Regions from separate parts of the Mus musculus genome. Here region 2 is linked to region 1. The links are chromatin contacts, called in public promoter capture Hi-C maps. All regions are on one chromosome and are shown on one strand. The core of a region is the stretch at or near the end of the contact, and the rest is flanking DNA. Distances in the headings are between cores, read along the strand shown.

Region 1 (3,910 bases), core at 807-3,306:
ATTAGAAAGGTAAGATAGAGACTACGTGCCCCGCTGTCTTTTAAAATGGTAATTAAATATAGGCAGTGTTACTCAAATGCATTGGTGCTATACAGGAACGTGAATGTGTAAGTAAAACCTCAGGGCAGGCTGTGCAGTGGTGTAGCTTCCCCCAGCCTGAAGCGGGCTGGTACAGACTAGTCTGCCACTGAGGTGGGGCCACCTGTGGTGCAGCTGTCCGACCTGGCTGGCTTCTTTCGAAGTGACAACTGCCCTGCTCTTCTGCTACCTGCTGAGAAGCTGAACCCGTTTTCCTGAGAATTTCCGGAATAAGCGGCCAGCCTGGCCACCGAGTGCTGACGAAATGGCTCCAGGCACCAAGTGTGGAGCCGGCAGACTAGTGCTAACAACTTGGCAACAATACATCAAGAAGCCTGGCGGGGGTGGGTGGGGGGGGTGGGGGGGCGATGGGCCTTCCCCCTTATAAGCACGGTCTCTTAATAAACTCGTGGGCCTTGATCAGGACCTTTGTCTTGGCTCCATTCTCTCTCTCTCTCTCTCTCTCTCTCTCCTCTCTCCTCTCTCTCTCTCCTCTCTCCTCTCTCTCCTCTCTCTCCTCTCTCTCCTCTCTCTCCTCTCTCTCCTCTCTCTCCTCTCTCTCTCTCTCCTCTCTCTCCTCTCTCTCTCTCTCTCTCTCTCTCTCTCTCTCTCTCTCTCTCTCTCTCTCTCTCTCTCTCTCTCCAGGTGTACCCGGTTCAAGTAGGCAACACAGTGGATGGTGCACGCCTTTAATCCCAGCACCTGGGATGCAGAGGCAGGCAGATTTCTGAGTTCAAGGCCAACCTGGTCTACACAGTGAGTTTCAGGACAGCCAGGGCTAGACAGAGAAACCCTGTCTCAAAACAAAAAAAAACCCCAAAAAAAACCCAAAAAAATAAAACACAAACAAACAAACAAAAAACTCAACAAAACAAAAAAAAACCCAAACAAACCAAAAACAAAAACCAAACCCTCAGGGCACTATTACTCTTGGAAGAGAGGGAAGGACACAGCGCACAGATCTCAACTGCAGCTCATCTCTAACTTAAACACTAATGTGCACCACAGTCCATTGGTGAGCTAAGTAAAGCTTAGATTGCTGGTCTGAGATCCCAGTTTCTGCCTCAGCAGGTAGGGAATGGGCCTCAGATGTCTAAGTTCCTGGTGTGTCTCATGCTGCTTTGGGGACCATTCTTTGAGAATCACTAACAGTACTTAGGTTGGGTGAGGGTTTATAGGTGTTCCAATCTCATTTTAGTATGTGCATATATACACTGTTTAAATTAAATGGGGGTGGGGAGGCCAGTTGTGGATGAGAAAATATGCAGTGAGCCAAGGATTAATAATAAAAATTTGGGATTTTAAAATTCTCTCCTGCTAAAAATTAGGATTTCATTCTCAAAGCTCAGTCTTGGAAGAATTTCAAGACTATTAGAGGAGAAAATTGTGACTTGTTTTGTACAATAAAGCTGAAAGTTAATGTTTCCTTATCTGCACACCTGTGACTCCGCACTCCAGTCCCTGGATGAGTTCTCAAATCAATCCTTAAGGCTCAGCAACATGTTCAGACACGTCATTTCCTTTTCTGCCAGTGCTTATCGTTCCTTAAAGCGCTTTGTGAAATTATTTTCCTTTCTTTCAGATTTATTTAGATTCTGAGACAAACCTTAAATGGTTTTTCTATGTTGACTAGAGGATACCAAGAGGCCGGATTTGTGCCCTGCTTTGACAGTTAATGAGTTTGGAAAATACCTCAATATAAAAATCTTGCCAACAAGTTCAGTCCAGAACCGATCAGTTCAGTTCAGATCCAGAACAGATCTCAAAGAGTAAAACTGCACAACACCCGGGATACGCTCTTCTTTCCCCAACTGCCCTGACACGGAACCCACTAGCCGACTACTCAAAAACTCCCGCCGGCCACCCGCCCCTGCGCGCTGCAGGAAACCGGTGGAGGCGGGGGAGTTGCGGGCGGGGCCGCAGGAGTCAACGCTTGCCGTTCATTGGCTTCCGCGCCGGAAGCGGCGGTACCGTCCAGCTGCGCACGCGCCCTTTCCCGTGCTCGGGAACACCGCCTCCAGTGCTGGGGCCGGCTGTCACCATGCTGCGGCAGTGTGCTCGCTGGGTGTTGACGCGCACCCGGTTCGGCCGCGGCTGTCGCCGCTACGGTTCGTGCTCGCCGAGCGCTAGTGGCGACGCCGGGGAAGCGCGGGCCTACTTCACCACACCTATCTTCTACGTGAACGCCGCGCCGCACATCGGGCACCTGTACTCGGCGCTACTGGCCGACGCCCTGTGCCGCCACCGTCGTCTCCGAGTTCCCGGCTCTGCGTCCACGCGGTTTTCCACCGGCACGGATGAGCACGGCCTGAAGATCCAGCAGGCGGCAGCCACCGCCGGCTTGGCCCCGATCGAGCTGTGCGATCGAGTGTCTGCCCAGTTTTTGCAGCTTTTCCGGGAGGCTGACATCTCTTCCACGGACTTCATCCGCACCACGGAGGCTCGGCACCGAGTAGCGGTGCAGCATTTCTGGGGTGTGCTGGAGGCCCGGGGTCTGCTTTACAAAGGGATCTATGAAGGGTGGTATTGTGCCTCGGATGAGTGCTTCTTGCCGGAGGCCAAGGTTACTCGGCAGGTGGGTCCGTCCGGGGATCCCTGTCCCGTGTCTCTCGAGAGCGGACATCCTGTCTCCTGGACGAAGGAAGAAAATTACATTTTCAAGCTTTCTCAGTTTCGAGAACCACTCCAGCGGTGGCTTGGAAACAATCCTCAGGCAATCACACCGGAACCGTTCCACCAGGCAGTTCTTCAGTGGCTGGAGGAGGAGCTGCCCGACTTGTCCGTTTCTCGAAGGAGTAGCCATCTGCACTGGGGCATACCAGTTCCCGGGGACGACTCGCAGACCATCTACGTGTGGCTGGATGCCCTGGTCAACTACCTCACTGTAGTTGGCTACCCAGATGCAGATTTCAAGTCTTGGTGGCCAGCCACCTCTCATATCATAGGTAAGGACATTCTCAAATTTCATGCTATTTATTGGCCTGCCCTTCTCCTAGGGGCAGGATTGAGGCCACCACATCGCATCTATGTCCACTCGCACTGGACGGTGAGTGGCCAAAAAATGTCCAAAAGCTTGGGCAACGTGGTGGATCCCAGGACTTGCCTTGATCGCTATACTGTGGATGGCTTTCGCTACTTTCTCCTTCGGCAGGGCGTTCCCAATTGGGACTGCGATTACTATGATGAAAAGGTGGTTAAATTGCTGGACTCCGAGCTGGCAGATGCCTTAGGAGGGCTTTTAAACCGGTGCACTGCCTACAGAATAAATCCTTCTGGAACCTACCCATCTTTCTGTGCTGCCTGTTTCCCCAGTGAGCCAGGGTTAACGGGGCCGTCAGTTCGTGTGCAGGCAGAAGACTATGCGCTTGTAACTGCAGTGGCCACTTTACCCAAACTGGTAGCGGGCTATTATAATGACTTTCAGATCTATAAGGCTCTGGAGGCGGTATCCAGCTGTGTTCGGCAAACTAATGGTTTCGTCCAAAGGCACGCACCATGGAAATTGAACTGGGAGAGCCCTGAGGATGCTCCCTGGCTGGGTACCGTGCTTCACGTAGCCTTGGAGTGCTTGCGAGTGTTTGGAACTTTGCTTCAGCCTGTTACTCCAAACTTAGCAGATAAACTGCTGTCAAGACTGGGAGTCTCTACCACAGAGAGAGGCCTTGGAGAGCTCTACTTCCTACCTCGATTCTATGGACACCCATGCCCCTTTGAGGGGAGAAAGTTGGGACCTGACACTGGGCTTTTGTTTCCTAGACTGGACCAATCTAGGACTCGGCTAGTGAAAGCCCACAGGACCTAGGAACTCAGCTCTTACTGACTGGTAGTAAAA
Region 2 (3,910 bases), core at 673-3,172, 4.2 Mb after region 1:
TCAGTGGGGAGAAGGAATCTAAACTCCACCACCCACACTTTCAATGACAAAGCAAAACAGCCCCCAGTGTCTTAAACATCTTCCCACAAATATCAACACAGCACAGCTGAAGGTAATAGGAACAATAATTTAGAAAGCAGAAGATGAGGTCTTGAAGACTGTATATTTTTTAAAAAGGAAAACGTTGCTTATTCATCTTTATTACTTTGAGGCAGATACTCTAAAGGGGGCTGGGGATTGGTGTGAAGGGTAAACTGAGCTTAGAAGGAAACTGGTCAGATGGAGTATGTCAACTGTCTGACACCACCTTGTTCCATGGAGCTGGGCTCTTCAGAAACATTAACAGGAGCACAAAAGATGAAGAACTCTAAAGTGGAAGGAAGGGGCTCAATGAACCTCTGAGGTAAAGTAAATAAAAGAATTAAAAGGAGCCCAGGTCATCGAGAAAAGGGAATCCAATTAATTAACTGTCTTAGATTTCAGAATCAACCTTTTCCTAGATGGAGAAACTGTATACCAGAGGGAGTTACTTCTGCCGGCATTCAACATTCGACCTATTCAAAATCTCCTCAAACCCCAGCACCCAAGTGAGACAGGCAGAAGGACTCAGCCAGGAAAAAAACGTTTAAAATGATTGCAGAGACAGATTCAACGATTCAACTTGTCACTTTCCTGCATGGGAATTCATAGTATTCATGATATTTCTTGCTGGCTCCTGTGAGAGGGCAGAGGCCCCTTAGTAACTTCTGACCGGTCGGGGCAATCAGACAACGCGCACGAGCGCCCAGTGCCTGGAGCGGGGTTAAGATTTGACCAAGAACAAAAGAAAGCTTGCCAATCAGAAAATGCTACCCCACAAGGAAAATAACCCCTCTTTGTGTCTCGAAAGCCCTTTAATTAGCAAATGCCCTGCTTTCTAACGCGCGTTAAAACATTTCTATGTAGATTCCAAATGGAAAGATCAAATGGTTGCTTCTGCAACGAAGAAGGGGTCCCTGAAGGCCACACACCTCAGAAAAAAAAAAGGAAAACGGGGCAACCGAAGGCGCTCTGTAAATCGTACAGAGTTCCGAGGCCCTCGGTCTCAGGTTACTTTCATAAGCATTCCCCCAGAGCTGCCTTGGAGTTAAAAAAAAAAAAAAAAAAAAAAAAGAGCCTCTTGGGCTCCCCAGGCTCCCAGCAGTATGTCCGGGAGGGGTGGCAGGCTCGTGTGTGCAGCGGATCCCCAGCTCTGGGCCTTCTCCTCCGAGGGTCTGCACTTCCTCCCGCCACAAGTCCGCCCCTCGGCCGACTCGGGTTTCTCCCTCCAGGATGCCCCCCTTTTTTGTAACTGGGGGAGGGAGAGGGAATTGTGCCTTCACGTGGTCGGTTGGGGTAGGGGAAGAAAAAACGATTCTTAGTCGCACCCCTTTCTCGACTCATACTGATGCTAACCAAAATTCTCCCGCCCTCGCCTGCCAGGCAAGGCTAACGTGACTCCGGGTCACGTCTTTCTGCCCTGGTGCTGTACTATTCTCAGCTTCTCCCCAAAGCCTTCGGCGAATGCCCCCTTTTGTTCGGAAATGTGTATTTTAGGGTACCCGGAAGAGGAACCAATCTTACAGGCAAGTTCCCTTTCTGGTGCGTTTTTTTCTCCCTTGAGCAAATTCTGGGTAAAAGTTTTTCCTAACTTTTCTCTCAGTCCCCCGCCCCTCCCCTCAGGAATCCGCCCAGAGCTCTTTAAGCACCGCCTTCCTTGTTTCCTCGGCCGCCCCTTCCGACTTCCACCCAATCGGAACAGGTCCACAGAGAAAACAAAGCGCGCTATTGGATGTCCAGAGGGCTCGGGGCCCGCCCCCGGAGTGGTTTGTGAATGGGGGGAGGGGAGGGGGCGGGGCGGCCCGCAGCCCTGCAAGCCCGACGCTTCTTCTAGCCACCAGTGCGGCTCCCAGGCGTTACTCCGCGCTCCTTCCCTGGCGGGCGGTGCTGGACGCGGAGAGTCGCGGGCTGGGACTGCGCGGGGCAGGAGAGGCCGGGTGCAGGCAGGCCGCGGGTGCAGGGGCCTCGGCGCTTCGGATTCCGTGCAACTCCGTTTCCAAAACCAGCTTGTCCAGCTCTTACCTCCCGAGCACCGATCAGACTCAAAGCGAGAACGAGCCATTTGACTTGAAACTTGGGGCCGACCTTCCTAGGACTGAAGGAGGCTCCAGAATCAGAAGAGGCGGCTGCAGTGGCCCGCGGGGCCTCAAGGAGAGAAGGCGGAGCAGCACCACCGAGGCGACGGCCGGGGCGAGCAGGCAGGGACGCAGGGCGCTGGCCTGGCGGAGGCCTGGCTCGGTTTAGGGGACGTGCGTATCGGCGTGCGCCCGGGGCTCGAGAAACTTGGGCAAACTTTGAAGGGTAACCGGAGAAGCTTGTTGCTCGTCGCCGCAGAGAAAGCCGCACCGTTACGTCTCGGCGGGGAGGGTAAGGCGACACCCCTTCCCTCGATCCCCCACTCCAGGCCCAGGAGTTTGAACCTCCGGCGGCTGCGTGAGTGCCACGCGGAGGCGGCTGCGGCGCCCCCTCGGCTGGCGGCCTCGCCCCCGCTGTGCAGGCACCCTAGCACCCTCGGCTCCGCGCCGCCCACGGCCCGGCCCCGGCGCCGGGAGGACTCTCATGCGCCGGGCGCGGCGGCGCCTCCCTGTATCCAAGCCTCTCCCCAGCGCCTCGTCTTTTTCCTCCAGCTGAGAACGCCGCTGCACTCGCGACCGGCGATGCGGGGCCCCGGCACGGCGGCGTCGCACTCGCCCCTGGGCCTCTGCGCCCTGGTGCTTGCTCTTCTGGGCGCGCTGCCCACGGACACCCGGGCTCAGCCATATCACGGCGAGAAAGGCATCTCGGTACCGGACCACGGCTTCTGCCAGCCCATCTCCATCCCGTTGTGCACGGATATCGCCTACAACCAGACCATCCTGCCCAACCTGCTGGGCCACACGAACCAAGAGGACGCGGGCCTCGAGGTGCACCAGTTCTACCCTCTGGTAAAGGTGCAGTGTTCTCCTGAGCTACGCTTCTTCTTATGCTCTATGTACGCACCCGTGTGCACCGTGCTCGACCAAGCCATTCCTCCGTGCCGTTCCTTGTGCGAGCGCGCCCGACAGGGCTGCGAGGCGCTCATGAACAAGTTCGGCTTCCAGTGGCCAGAGCGGTTGCGCTGCGAGAACTTCCCAGTGCACGGTGCCGGCGAGATCTGCGTGGGGCAGAACACGTCCGACGGCTCCGGGGGCGCGGGCGGCAGTCCCACCGCCTACCCTACTGCTCCCTACCTGCCAGACCCACCTTTCACTGCGATGTCCCCCTCAGATGGCAGAGGCCGCTTGTCTTTCCCCTTCTCGTGTCCGCGCCAGCTCAAGGTGCCCCCCTACCTGGGCTACCGCTTCCTAGGTGAGCGTGACTGCGGTGCCCCGTGTGAGCCGGGCCGTGCTAACGGCCTCATGTACTTTAAAGAAGAGGAGAGACGGTTCGCCCGCCTCTGGGTGGGTGTGTGGTCAGTGCTGTGCTGCGCCTCGACGCTCTTCACGGTGCTCACCTACCTAGTGGACATGCGTCGCTTCAGCTATCCAGAGCGACCCATCATCTTCCTGTCGGGTTGCTACTTCATGGTGGCAGTGGCGCACGTGGCAGGCTTCCTGCTAGAGGACCGTGCCGTGTGCGTGGAGCGCTTCTCGGACGATGGCTACCGCACGGTGGCGCAGGGCACCAAGAAGGAGGGCTGCACCATCCTCTTCATGGTGCTTTACTTCTTCGGTATGGCCAGCTCCATCTGGTGGGTCATTCTGTCCCTCACTTGGTTCCTGGCAGCTGGCATGAAGTGGGGCCACGAGGCCATCGAGGCCAACTCGCAGTACTTTCATCTGGCCGCGTGGGCTGTGCCAGCGGTCAAGACAAT

The links. Promoter capture Hi-C pulls out the DNA fragments that hold promoters and counts their contacts.
Region 2: a promoter capture Hi-C map of embryonic stem cells shows a contact between it and region 1. The contact joins the promoter of Fzd7 here to the promoter of Mars2 in region 1.

The regions. Positions count from the first base shown.
Region 1 is chr1:55,235,121-55,239,030 of GRCm38.p6, forward strand. It overlaps Mars2 (methionine-tRNA synthetase 2 (mitochondrial)), which reads left to right and starts at 2,057. Exons shown (of 1, transcript NM_175439.3): 1 at 2,057-3,910. The coding sequence starts at 2,120. The coding sequence ends at 3,880. Gm10561 (predicted gene 10561) reads left to right here. Exons shown (of 4, transcript NR_166489.1): 3 at 1-9; 4 at 243-504.
Region 2 is chr1:59,480,225-59,484,134 of GRCm38.p6, forward strand. It overlaps Fzd7 (frizzled class receptor 7), which reads left to right and starts at 1,923. Exons shown (of 1, transcript NM_008057.3): 1 at 1,923-3,910. The coding sequence starts at 2,736.